2 separate regions of the Mus musculus genome follow, and region 1 is linked to region 2. The links are chromatin contacts, called in public HiChIP or PLAC-seq maps. All regions are on one chromosome and are shown on one strand. Each heading gives the region's core, a stretch centred on a gene start, on an enhancer-like site or on the middle of the called end of the contact. The rest is flanking DNA. Distances are from core to core; before and after follow the strand shown.

Evidence for each region. HiChIP or PLAC-seq counts read pairs in DNA pulled down with a chosen protein or histone mark.
Region 1: a contact with region 2 is called in an H3K27ac HiChIP or PLAC-seq map of embryonic stem cells, with 6 read pairs. The contact joins two enhancer-like sites. A contact is called at or near these places in 1 of 39 promoter capture datasets (hematopoietic stem and progenitor cells), 2 of 115 datasets of contacts at active chromatin or transcription factors (embryonic stem cells and large pre-B cells) and 1 of 9 other capture datasets (liver).

The regions. Positions count from the first base shown.
Region 1 is chr14:54,565,478-54,571,916 of GRCm38.p6, forward strand. Ajuba (ajuba LIM protein) reads right to left here. Exons shown (of 8, transcript NM_010590.5): 3 at 6,289-6,356; 4 at 6,124-6,186; 5 at 4,900-5,030; 6 at 4,768-4,819; 7 at 3,999-4,067; 8 at 1,992-3,579. The coding sequence ends at 3,454. Among named protein-coding and RNA genes, the nearest start is that of Ajuba, 9.0 kb to the right of the region's middle. Within about 2 kb of position 3,739, at least 39 of the 459 cell types and tissues checked have an H3K27ac peak or open chromatin away from gene starts, as enhancers often do. A contact at or near this core is called in embryonic stem cells, where this site is marked.
Region 2 is chr14:54,335,940-54,342,919 of GRCm38.p6, forward strand. No RefSeq gene overlaps it. Among named protein-coding and RNA genes, the nearest start is that of Oxa1l, 21 kb to the right of the region's middle. Within about 2 kb of position 5,107, at least 6 of the 459 cell types and tissues checked have an H3K27ac peak or open chromatin away from gene starts, as enhancers often do. A contact at or near this core is called in embryonic stem cells, where this site is marked.

The DNA.
Region 1 (6,439 bases), core at 2,489-4,988, 230 kb after region 2:
TCATGTCACACAGCCAACCCCATCCTTTCCAAGTCAAACGGGAAGCAAAATAATATTCAACACACAGTAAAAAGAATTTGCTGGGGTTGGGGATTTAGCTCAGTGGTAGAGCGCTTGCCTAGCAAGCCCAAGGCCCTGGGTTCGGTCCTCAGCTCCGGAAAAAGGAAAAAAAAAAAAAAAAGAATTTGCTGGGCCAGCAAAATGGCTCCATGGGTAAAGGCATTTGACCAGAATTCAAGAGGGTATACCTCTGACCTCTAGATGCAGGTGGCGGTAGGTAAATTCCCCTGCCCCATAAATAAATAATTGTAAAAAGAAAATTTAAAATAGAACCAGGCAAGCCGGGTGTGGTGGCGCACACCTTTAATCCCAGCACTTGGAAGGCAGAGGCAGGTGGATTTTTGAGTTCGAGGCCAGCCTGGTCTACAGAGTGAGTTCCAGGACAGCCAGGGTGATACAGAGAAACTCTGTCTTGGGGGGGGGGGGGGGGATGACAAAAAAACAAACAAACAAAAGAAACCAAACCAAACAAAACCAAACTACCTGGCAATGGGTGGTGGTGGCACCCTCCTTTAGTCCCAGCACTCAGGAGGCAGAGGCAAGCAGATCTCTGTGAGTTTGAGGCCAGCCTGGTCTACAGAACAAGTTCTAGGACAGCCAGGCTACACAAAGAAAATGTCTTGAAAAACCAAAAATAAAAATAAAAAAATAAGGGGCTCGAGGTTAAGAACACTGACTGGTCTTCCAGAGGTCCTGAGTTCAATTCCCAGTACCCACATGGTGGCTCACAACCACCTGATTCTCTCTTTTGGTATGTGTGAAGACACAGCACTCATATAAAATAAATAATTAATAAATCAAATGCTTGATGGTACTGGAGAGATGGCTCAGTAGGTTAGAATTCTCACTACTTCTGCAGAGGATGAGTTCAGCTCCTAGCACTCACACAAGGTTACCTCCCACTGCACGTAACTCCAGCTCCTGGACGGAGGGCCTGACAGATAGCCTCCTTTAGTCTACTTGGACAACTATGCATACACATGACACTGACACACATACACACACAAACACAGAAAGAGAGAGATTGATTTAAAACAAGGGCTAGAAAGATGGCTCAGCAGCGAAGAGCACTAGTTGAGTTTTCAGGGGACCCAGGTTGCATTCTCAGCATCTATGGCAGCTCACAGGAAGGAGTCTGTAGCTCCAGTACCAGATGATCTGAGAACCTCTTGTTCAGAGAGCTCCATGGGCACATGATGCACTTAAAGGCAAAACATTCACAAAATTTAAAAAAAAAAAATTTTTTTAAAAATATTCTCAAACCACTTTTTGAGTTTTAAACAAAATGTTTGATCAATGTTTATTCTCCCCATCATCTGCCTTTGATCCTTCTGCTTCCTTGCTTGCTGGCTTGGTTTGTTTTGTAGCTCAGGCTGCCACATAATTTGCTAGTAGAACAGGCTAGCTTCTAATCCAGAGACCCACTTGCCTCTGTCTCCCAAGTGCTGGGCTTAAAGGTGTGTGCCACCACTGCCCAGCTTCTTTTCTTTTCCTTTGTTTTCTGTTTGTTTGTTTTCTGCTTTGGGGGTTGTTGCTGTTGATTTGGGTTTTTGAGACAGGGTTTCTCTGTGTAGCCTGGGTTGTTCTGGAGCTCATTCTGTAGGCCAGGCTGGCCTTGAACCCACAGAAGTTCTCCTGTCTCTGCCTCTTGAGTGCTGGGATCAAAGGTGTGCTTCTGCACTCAAGAGACCCTGCCCATGTAATTCCCAGAATGGCTGGCACAGTTTTAGAATAACCCTCAAGGGTGGGTCTTCTGTCCTCAGGTCAGTCATTTCCAGACTCACTTGTTTATGACACAATCACATTTTAACAATGTGAATGGAGAAGCCAGACCAAGGCGAATCCATAGAGCCCCTTTACATCTTCAAGGCATAAGGCTTCAAGGATTGAAGCCATAGTGAACAGCAAAGAAGAACCACAATACACTCACAAAGTGTCTGCATCAACTGTATTTACTGCTAGAATTTCAACTTTTTCTTTCTTAAGTGTCAGAGAAATAATGGCATAGTAGGAAGACACCCAAGGAGGCAGGGAACATTTGTATCACAAAGTGCCACAAAGTTGATAAATGTAGGTTGCTAATAACTCTGAAGTAAGCCAGGCGTGGTGGCGCACGCCTTTAATCCCACGCTTGGGAGGCAGAGGCAGGCGGATTTCTGAGTTCAAGGCCAGCCTGGTCTACAGAGTGAGTTCCAGGACAGCCAGAGCTATACAGAGAAACCCTGTCTCGAAAAACCAAAAACCAAACAAACCTCTGACATACTCTTGATGAACAGGCAGGAATCACTGAATGCTCAGTGCAATGAAAAGAACAAAACATGTAGGCAGCTATAAGAACACTCAGTAGGGGACAGGACTCTTGGCAACCTGGTCATCAAATGAACTTGAGTTCCAGCCAGCAAGTGACCTGGCTTTAAGACATCCTGCTTAAGGGGAATTCAAGTTTCAGCCAAGCGGCTAGAACCAAGTCAACCTATTTTTCTTCTCTCCAGCTTCCCCAATGCCTTGAGTGGTGGGGTTGTAACAGGTCAGATCCAATGCAGGATCCCTTTTAAAAAGGGGTCTCAAAAGATAGGCTACTGCTAGGGAACTAAGCGTAAGTCACCTGAGAAAAGAGGAGTAGGGAGGGAGGTGCACAGGCACACGTGGCTACAATGTATCCACATATGCTGGGCTACAGGCTCAGTGCACTTAAACAGGGGGAGTGGGGCTAGCCTGATGCTTCAGGGACATCCTACTCACCGGCAAGTTTCACATCCAGAAACCTGCTCATTTCTTCCCCCAGAAGAGCAAAACAGCAACCAGGGACAGGCCCCAGTTAGCCTCCCCAGGTCCCTGAGAAACAGGCAACACAGGCAGCAAGGTCCCCCAGAGCTGGTCCCAGTCCCAGCAGACAGACACGGGGAGCTCTCTAGTCCTTAGGGAGAGAGCCAAGAAATGGCTCATCACAAAGTCCAGGGCTTCCAGCCCTTAGCGCAGACAAAGATAGGATCCCGTGGGAAAGGTTCCACTGACTCCATGCATAGGGTACAACAGACTGGGGGTGGTTTCTGTGATGCCCTCATGTGATCCAGCACCAGAACATTGTGTGACGTATATAGAAACATACACTGGAAAAATACATTATAATCTGGCGTTCAGGAAGTACTGAAACCCGCCTGCGTGTGCTACATCCCATCTACTGTAGCACAGGCTGCACGCAATGAACACCAGTCAACTCTCCCGGCAACCAGAAGGTTCCTCCTCCGCAGCCCATTTGGAATGTTAGGATCTTTGGGTCTCTGGCCTTCGGGGCCTCCCCAGAGACCTCTTCACAAGGATTGCAGAATACACTCCTTGCCTCCGCTGGCCAGAGAGTTTCTCCACAGTGGTGGTGGCAGCAGTAACGTCAGCTCAGATATAGTTGGTAGAGGGCTGCCGGGCACTGAGGCGCTGCATGTGACAGCCGTGGCAGAGCAAATGTCCATCAAGAGGGAAACAGCAGCAACCTTCCTCGTCACTCAGCTGCATGCGGCAGTCCTAGGGAAGAAGGCAACTGGTTCACTTCCACCCAGGCTCCCTACCCTGAGGCCATCCTGGGAGACTCCGGGTGACTGGACAAGTGAGTGGTAAGGCCCCAGGGAGGGTGAAGGGTGAAAGGGTGGACTTGAAGTGAAAACCCGAGAAATACTTCTTCTGGACACCAGGGGTCGCTGCAGCAGCAGAAATCATGAGACAAGCCCCATTCCAGCAGTTCAGAGGCTGGGGAAGCCAGATTCCAGATTTAAAAAGAACTAGGATTAGAAAGAAAAGCTAGAGGACAAGAGAGACTGGACATAGGTCACTGCAGTGTCCTGGTTTTCTGTATCCTAAATCCCTCCCACAGATGCCCAGTCATTCCAAGAATCCCCCTTCCAAATTCCGATTTCCCCACATCATCCCCGAACCCCAACACTTACCTCACAGTGGTAGCACTCAAAGTGATAATCACGGTCCATGGATATCACCCTCACAATGTCCTCACAGCCCTGAAACACGTAGAGTCCCATGGGGGATAAGCAGAGCATGGTGTCCCCAAATCCCCATCCCATACCACAGAAACCCTCCTGCTCCATCAAGAGGGTTTATAAAGGCCTCTTCCCGCAGTTAGATTCCACGTAGCTAACATGTAGCTTTGAGATCTTTTAAGCAACTCCTACCAGAATGCTACCCACTACCCTGGCACTGTCCATGCCTCCAGGCCTCTAGCTCCCCTCCACACACAGGGGCTCAGCCTTACTTGCTAGCTTCCTCCTGCTGAGAAGCAGGGGGGAGGGGGAGGGGCAGGGGAAGGCAAAGGCTGAGCACAAGCCAATATAAGGAAGAGGCTGTAGCTTTTCCTCTAGACATACCCTCTCCACACACAGCTCAAATAATCCCTGTCCCTTTTTTTTTTACCAGTTTAAGGACAGTTTCACCCCTTTTCAGTCCCTGTATCTGGTGACCTTGACTTCCAAAGAAAGCCTTGTTCTCTGTACGGGGGACAGAAGATATGGAGCCTGGGCCCAGCTAGTCTAGGTCCGGATGTTTAGGTCAGGGTGGTGACCCCAAGAGCAGAGTCACACGGGAATCTTTCACAGAATGCACATTCCTTCGAAGTGCCACTTCCCAAGGGCCAGGCTGCATGTCCCCATCTCCTCCCCAGAGGCGGCAGCGCTGGCCGCCCCGAGGAACTCTGGATACACTGACCTCTGAGGGGAGGATGGGTTGTCCGCAGGCTGCACATTTCGGGGCGTAATTTCTAAAAAAGAAGACAGTGATAAGTGAGGCTGAGGACTCCCTGGGCCCAGGCCCACATTTCCTCCCAGGGGTCAGACTCACTTGTGGTAGTCGGTAACACAGTACACCTGGTTGGAGAAGTCCACAGTGAAGGGGACGCCGTCCAGGCACTTGTTACATACGATGCATCGGAAGCAGCCCGGGTGATAGGACTTCCCCATGGCCTGGAGGATCTAGCTCACAGGGCGGGCGGGAGAAGGATCAGTGTCCCCACAGCCTCTCTCCAGCTACCCATCACGTTCCTTTCCACCACCAACCCCACCCCACCCCCAGTCCTCCTAGAAGAATGCTACCTAATTTGAGGGGACCAAGGAGTCTTTCTTGGAGACAGGGTCAAAAGTATCTTAAGACTGGCCTTAAAAACTCTATGGAAGCCGGGCGTGGTGGCGCACGCCTTTAATCCCAGCACTCAGAAGGCAGAGGCAGGCGGATTTCTGAGTTCAAGGCCAGCCTGGTCTACAGAGTGAGTTCCAAGACAGCCAGGGCTATACAGAGAAACCCTGTCTCGGGAAAAAAAAAAAAAAAAAAAAACCCACAAAAACAAAAACAAAACAAACAAACAAAAAAAACCTCTATGGAGCCTGGCAGCAGCAGGACAGACCTTTAGTGCTAGCACTTGGGAGGCAGAGGCAGGCTGATCTCTGTGAGTTCCAGGACAGCCAGGACTACCTGAAAACCCAAAACCAAGAAGAAAAAATAGAGAGAAAACCCAAACCTCATCACCGCATAGCTGAGGATGGCTTTGACCCCGACACCCTCTGCCGCACTACGGCTGGTTTGCGCAGGGTTGAGGATGGAGCCCAGGCTGTCTTGTGGCATTCGCTCAACTAACAGACCACCCCTCTTTTTTATTACAATTTGAGGTGGGTGCCAGAATGAATTCCTTTTGTCAGTTCTTCCCAGGTAGCTACTAGACAGCAACAGTCAAGGATCATGGATCCTGTAAACCTTAACCCAATTCCTTCTTCTTATACAGAAAAGAAAGCTGAGTTCCAGCTGTTTCCGACCAGTAGCAGAAAAGGGAGCCGATTCACGTAGCTCAGGCTGGAGGGCAGCTGTGTCCAGAATCAGGGAAGGGACAGATCACAGACGCCCTTGGAGGCTGAGACTACGGACTGGCTCTCACAGGGGATCACCGTGAGGCAGCTTTGGGGAGGACGGGTAAGAAAATGACCATCTAGCAAAAGGCTCTCTATTTGCAATGCCACTAGTTCTTGCCCTTCAGGCCGGTGGCCCCCAAAACCCAGCTGAAGGGGCGTTCCTTACCTTCTCTAGAATCAAGTGGCCGCAGACACAGCACTTCTCAGCTGCCTCCTGAAACCCTGAAAACTAGAGAGGAGACAGGACAGAGTTACCACGCTGAAAACTGTGATGGAACCCGCCGGCCGCCGGGGTCCCACTGTGAAAGCCAAGCCTCGGCCCTTCACTCACCAGATAGTCTTCCTCACAGTAGACAGAGCCATTGACGCTGTAGAAAGCCTTGCACCGCAAAGTTCGTCCTAGAAGCAGCAGAGGAGGCGCTGGAGGTTAACGCTGGAGCCCCCACACAGGGCTCTTCCTCTTCTGGCCCCTGCTCCCCAAT
Region 2 (6,980 bases), core at 3,857-6,356:
GAAAGAAAGAAAGAAAGAAAGAAAGAAAGAAAGAAAGAAAGATTAAAAAGACTTTACAAAAATGAAACAAAGCCAGAAGCAATCAGACAGGAAGAAATAATTAAAATCAGGGCAGAAATTGAAATGTAGCCCAACGTTGGTATTGCAGGCATTTTGCTTCCTTCCTCTACAATCAGAGCCTGATAATTACTAAAAGCTCAAGTGAGCTGGATTTAAGGACTAGCTAGAGCCAGCAGGAGTTAGACTCAGGGCACAAATAATATGAGCTATCAGAATTACAGCAGCAGCCGGGGGATGAGAAAGGCATCCAATAAATAAGGTGGAAAGTGCCAGGCCCAGGAGGAAGATAAAGGCTGTTGGTCTCATAATGTTAACGTCACCAAGGCCATCAGGTGGAGGAAAAGGAAGTGCCTTTCTATTGTTTGCCCAGCCACTTGTTTCCAGCTTTATAAATTGTCAAGAGTTTCTGCCTGGTTGGGAGACATTTATTTCTAGTGACAAAGTCCTGGGAAGAGACTCACGATATGTCCTCTAGGTATGGGAATTTTCCCCCCAGGAAAGGTAACTGCATAAACCATTTCAATAGCCAGTGGGAACTTATAAAACTGACATCGTCTCCATTTTAAAAGTCAAGGTAGAAACTGACGAACTAGGAAAGAATAAAACAGACTGGAAAGATAGGTCAGTGGTCATGACTGTGTATTGTTCCTGCAGAGGACTAAAGTTCCATTCATAGCACCCACATCAGACAACTGCCTGCAACTCCAGCTGTACTGTATAAGCACAGCTCTAGGAAGTTCAATATCCTCTCCGGCTCCCATGAATGCTGTCATTCATGTGCACATATACATGTGCACGCATGCACGTATGCCAGTGCACACATGCACACATGCGAGCGTGAGTGTGCGCGCGCACACACACACCTAATTAAAAATATTTTTTTAAAAAATGAAAGAAAAAAAAGCAAAAAATAACAAGATAAAGAATTGGTTCTTTCCAGGCAATGGGGGTGTACACGTCTAATCCCAGCCCTTGGGAGGCAGAAGCAGGTGTATCTCTGTGAGTTTGAGGCCAGCCTGGTCTACAGAGCAAATTCCAGAACAACCAGGACTACAACACAGAGAAACCCTGTGTCTTAGTCAGGGTTTCTATTCCTGCACAAACTTCATGACCAAGAAGCAAGTTGAGGAGGAAAGGGTTTATTCAGCTTACACTTCCATACTGCTGTTCATCACCAAAGGAAGTCAGGACTGGAACTCAAGCAGGTCAGGAAGCAGGAGCTGATGCAGAGGCCATGGAGGAATGTTCTTTACTGGCTTGCTTCCCCTGGCTTGCTCAGCCTGCTCTCTTATAGAACCCAAGACTGCCAGCCCAGAGATGGTCCCACCCACAAGGGGCCTTTCCCCCTTGATCACTAATTGAGAAAATGCCTTACAGCTGGATCTCATGGAGGCACTTCCCCAACTGAAGCTCCTTTCTCTGTGAAAACCCCAGCCTGTGTCAAGTTGACACATAAAACCAGCCAGTACACCCTGTCTCAAAAAAACCACACACACACACACACACACACACACACACACACACACACACACACACACACACACACACACACACACACACACACAAACAGGTGGTTCTTTGGAAAGAAAAACCAGGTTGACAAAAATTTGGTTCAGTAGCGAAGAGGACTGGTGGCTGCTCTTGTAGAGGACTCAGGTTCAATTCTTAGTACCCACAGAACAACAATCAACTTACTATAACTCAAGTCCCAGGGGATCAGATGCCTCTTCTGGCTTCTAGGAGTACCAGGCAGGCAACTGGTACACAGACATGCATACATGCATACAAAAATCCATATACATAAGTAAAAAATAAAAGTTAAAAAATAAATAAAATAAACCAAGAGATAAAAAGGGAGGTGTTACAATAGATACCAATTAAAATCAAAATTATGATGGCATACTTCAACAAATTAGAAAACGTCAAAGAAATGGATTAATCTCTGTTTAAAATAACCTACAGAAGTTAAATCAAGAACAAATAAATAATTTAACTAGATCTATAACCAACAGTGGAATTGAAGTCATAGTAAAACATCTCCCAACTTAAAAAAAAATGTCCAGAGCTTAATTAGTAAAATAATTAATAATAAAAATAAAGTCCAGGACCAGGTTTACTGCAGAATTCTAACAGAGCTTTGAAGAAAAACTAACACCAATGCTACTCAAATTATTCCATAAAATAGAAAAAGAATGGAGGCTTTCAAACTCTTTTTATGAACAGAAAGCAGAATTGTGATATCATAACCAGATAAAGACACCACAAAAAAGCCGGGCTGTGGTGGCGCACGCCTTTAATCCCAGCACTTGGGAGGCAGAGGCAGGCAGATTTCTGAGTTCGAGGTCAGCCTGATCTACAAAGTGAGTTCCAGGACAGCCAGGGCTATACAGAGAAACCCTGTCTCAAAAAAACAAAAACAAAAAACAACAACAACAAAAAAGACACCACAAAAGAAAAAGATACAGGGCTGGAGAGATGGCTGAGCAGTTAAGAGCACTGATTGTTCCTCCAGAGGTCCTTAGTTCAATTTCCAGCAACCACATGGTAGCTCACAACCATCTGTAATGGAATCCAATGCCCTCTTCTGGTGCGTCTGAAGCTACAGTATACTCCTATACATAAAATAAGTAATTATTTTTTAAAAATACAAAGAAAATAACAGACCTATCTCCCCATTAAATATCGATTTTTAAAATTCTCAATAAAATAAAATATTGGCACTTCAAGATTCAAAAGCACATCAAAATGTTTGTTGTGGGGCTGGAGAGATGGTTCCGTGGTTAATCATGCTTGTTGCTCTTGCAGAGAACCCAAGTTCTGTTCTTAGCATCTATAGAGTGGCTCATAACCATCTGTAAATCCAGTTCCAGTAGATATGATGCCTTCTTCTGGCCTGCTTAAGTATTAAATGCACACAGTACATATACTTACATGCAAGCAAAACACTCATACACATAAAAATAAGTAATAAATAAGTAAAAGATCATTCATTATGACCAGGTAAGCTTTATTCTAGCACAAAGCTGAAGTCCAAGTGGATCAAGGATCTCAATGTAAAACCAGATACACTGAACCTAATAGAGGAGAAAGTGGGAGAAAGCCTCGAACTCATTGACACTAACTGAACTCCAATGGCTCAGGCTCTAAGATCAACAATTGATAAATGGGGCCTCGTGAAACTGAAAAGCTTCTGTAACAGAAAAACTTCTATAAGGCAAAAGGCACAGTCAATAGGAAAAATCAGTAACCTACAAAATGGGAAGGGAAAAAAAAAACAAAAACAAAAACAAAAAACTTCGTTAACCCCACATCCAATAGAGGGCTAATATCCAAACTATATAAAGAACTCAAGAAGCTAACCGCCAAAAAAAAAAAAAAAAAAAAAAAAAACACAAATAACTCAATTTAAAAATGGGGTATAGAACAAAAAAAAGAATTCACAACAGAGGAATTTTTTTAAAAAGATTTATTTATTTATTATATGGAAGTACATTGTAGCTGTCTTCAGACACTCCAGAAGAGGGAGTCAGATCTCGTTACAGATGGTTGTGAGCCACTATGTGGTTGCTGGGATTTGAACTCTGGACCTTCGGAAGAGCAGTTGGGTGCTCTTATCCACTGAGCCATCTCACCAGCCCAACAGAGGAATTTTAAATGGCCAAGAAGCACTTAAGGAAATGTTCAAAGTTCTTAGTCATCAGGGAAATGCAAATCAAAATGACCCTGAGATTCCACCTCACACCAGTCAGAATGGCTAAGATCAAAAACTCAGGTGACAGCACATGCTGGTGAGGATGTGGAGAAAGAGAACACTCCTCCATTGCTGGTGGAATTTCAAATTGGTACAACCACTCTGGAAATCAATCTGGCGGTTCTTCAGAAAATAGGAAATAGACCTACCAGAAGATCCAGCTATACCACTCTTGGACATATACCAAAAAGATGCCCCACCACACCAGAGGGACACATGCTCCACTATGTTCATAGTGGCCTTGTTTGTAATATCCAGAATCTGGAAACAATCCATATGTCCCAAAATGGAAGAACAGATACAGAAAATGTGGTACATTTACAAATGGAATACTACTCAGCTATTAAGAATGAGAACATCATGAGTTATGCAGGCAAATGGGTTGAACTAGAAAATACCATCCTGAGTGAAGTAACCCAGATCCAAAAGGACATACATGACAGGAGCCTAGCATAGCTATCCTCTGAGAAGCCCAATCAGTAGCTGACTGAGACAAATGCAGATGTTTACATTCAACCATTGGACTGAAGTTGGAGACCCCTATGGGGAACTAGGGAAAGTTATGGAAGAAGCAAAAGGGGAGGGCGACCCATAGGGAGACCATCAGTCTCAACTAACCGGGACCTCTGGGAGCTCCCAGACACTGAGTCACCAACCAAACCAGGCAGCATACACAAGTGCCCACATACACACACACACACATACATATATAGTAAGGTACTGCCTTGTCTGGCCTCAGTGGGAAAAGGTGTGCCTAATCCACGAGAGAGTTGAGACCCCAGGGAGGGGGGAGGCCTGGTGGTAGGGAAGCATTCTCTCAGAGACAGGAGGGGGAGGAATGGTCTGAGGAACTGTGGGAGGGGGTCTGGGAGAAGGGGCAATGGCTGGATGATAGATAGATAGATAGATAGATAGATAGATAGATAGATAGATAGATAGATAGATAGATAGATAGATAGATAGATGGATAAGAAAAAGTCAAATGGGCGGGGAGGCCAGGAGTGGAAAAAGAAAGAATAAAGCATGGGGGGGGGGGTAGGGGATGGAATCGGAGTTTTTGTTCATGATCCATTAGACTTTCTGGATTTGGACCAGAGTCAGTGCAATAGCTCTCCCCGAAAACAAAAGTGGGAAGACAATAGAGTGACTCTCTTCAGAGTGGCTGGAAGGTCTGGATTTTTGGAACGGGTGCCAGGGATACTCACGGTCTTTGTTTAATCTGGAGTTCCAATGTGGGTCTGAGTGGATCATCAGCTGGGCTGCGAGTCAGTTGGGTGTGCCCCACATAGTAGGAGTCAGCTGTGGGACACAGTGCTTGGGTAGGTGAAACTTGGAGGAGCCCAATGTGAGTCCACGGGAGGAGTTAGTTGAACACACATGATATGAAAGAAGTCGGGGTTTCTGGAAGTTAAAGGTTTATATGGTGTAGCCAGCCACCTGCGTCCACAGGTTACTGGGTTCCTGAAAGTAAAGATGGGATTTGGGATGGGAAAGGCAGCAAAAGAAATAACGAGCCAAGACAAAGTTTTCTGATCAAGGCCACTGTTTAATTAAGAGTTTAAGCTTATAAAGGGGGGGACCCATCCCCTACCATGCCAGGATCTCTTTGCTTGTGAGGATCAGCTGCCTTTTGTCAGGAAAAGAGGTTCAACCTCTCAGCAGGTAGTGGCATCTTGGAGGAAAGGTGCAGATGTGGCAGGACAATAGACTTTACCTAGGTCAGAAGACTCCACCCTAGGTGGGCTAGCTGGCTGTGGCAAGCAAGGTCTGAGCCAGCCTGCTCAAGGCTGGGGGAAGGGCACAGTTCCTCCCTTTTTATTTATTAAAAATTAGCTGGACTGAGGCATATAATTTACTTATGCTCCATGGTCCTGCCTGAGAATTATGGTGGCTGTTAGCCATGCCTGTCTTAGGACTAATTGGACTTATTCAGACCCGTCTCAGAGAACATGTGCAGCTTGTGTTTATTTGCACAAACATAGCATTTTAGTGTTGATTATGAACAAACACAGCCTATTGGCACATGCCTCTGTCTTAGGTTGAAATAAGCCATAGACCCAGTGGCCCATCCTTGGCTGCCGGCCCTCATTGCACACCTTTTTCCCAATCAGACCAAAGCCACAATATGCACTCAATGCATTTCTTCATAGCCGTGAATCACTGCCATCTGTGCTTTGCTGAAGGCAAACCTGCATGGAGGCAACTGACCTGCTTGAAACACAAAGTCAAAGTTGAAAGCAGCAAGATTAAGGTAGTCTGTGGGGATGTCCCAGGCACTTAATTCAGTTGCAAATTAGCAGAGATCAAGCCCAAGCTGGGGGGGTGGGGGTGGGGGTGCTGGGCTTGAGAATCAACAGAAAAACTGTTAACTTCTCATGTAAATAGTGGAGGCTATGCTCCAAGTTAACTCTGCTGGCTGATAAAGATTTTTAGCTATCTTCATAATAGGAATCTCCAATATTGGAATTATTTCTAGACCAGTCCATGATTGAGCCAGAATAACTGATCCCATTAAAGGAAAGAGAAGAGTCATTGTAACTCCTCCCTTTGATTCGTTTTCCTAAATCAGTTTCCACAATCTCTCTATGTTCTCTGTCCTTGAAGCAAGGCAGTTTAGCTTGTCTAATCTGGGACATAGGCAAGCAAAGGTGGGTCAAGAACATATATCTAATATAGCTTTCTTGCTACCATTGTCAGGGCACTCAGTAAGCTCACAGGTCAGCGTTATCCTTTTATGTCAGCTTGCCACACCAATCACTCTGGCAGCTAGCAAGCTCTTGCAGCATTCTGTGGAAAAAAACCACAAACATTCCCTCTTCCCCATATTAAATATCTGATAAGGATCATGCCATATGCCGATAAATAGATCCTTTCATCTCACCTAGGCATGAGTATGCCTAGTTGTAGGATACTATAAGGCACTCAGCAAGGAGTTCTTTGGTATCCAAATTTTAAAATTTTTAAAATAAAAAGTGTGATTTAAATAATGTGCATGGGGATATAATTCTCCCCTTTTTTGTTTAAGAAGATATAGTTTTAAAGTTCCACAATACCTTGTCCTTGAGAATTATAAAAAATCCCAGTAACATGGGTAACATTAAATTGTTGACAAAACATCTCAAATGCTGGCTGGTGAGATGGCTCAGCGGTTAAGAGCACTGACTGCGGG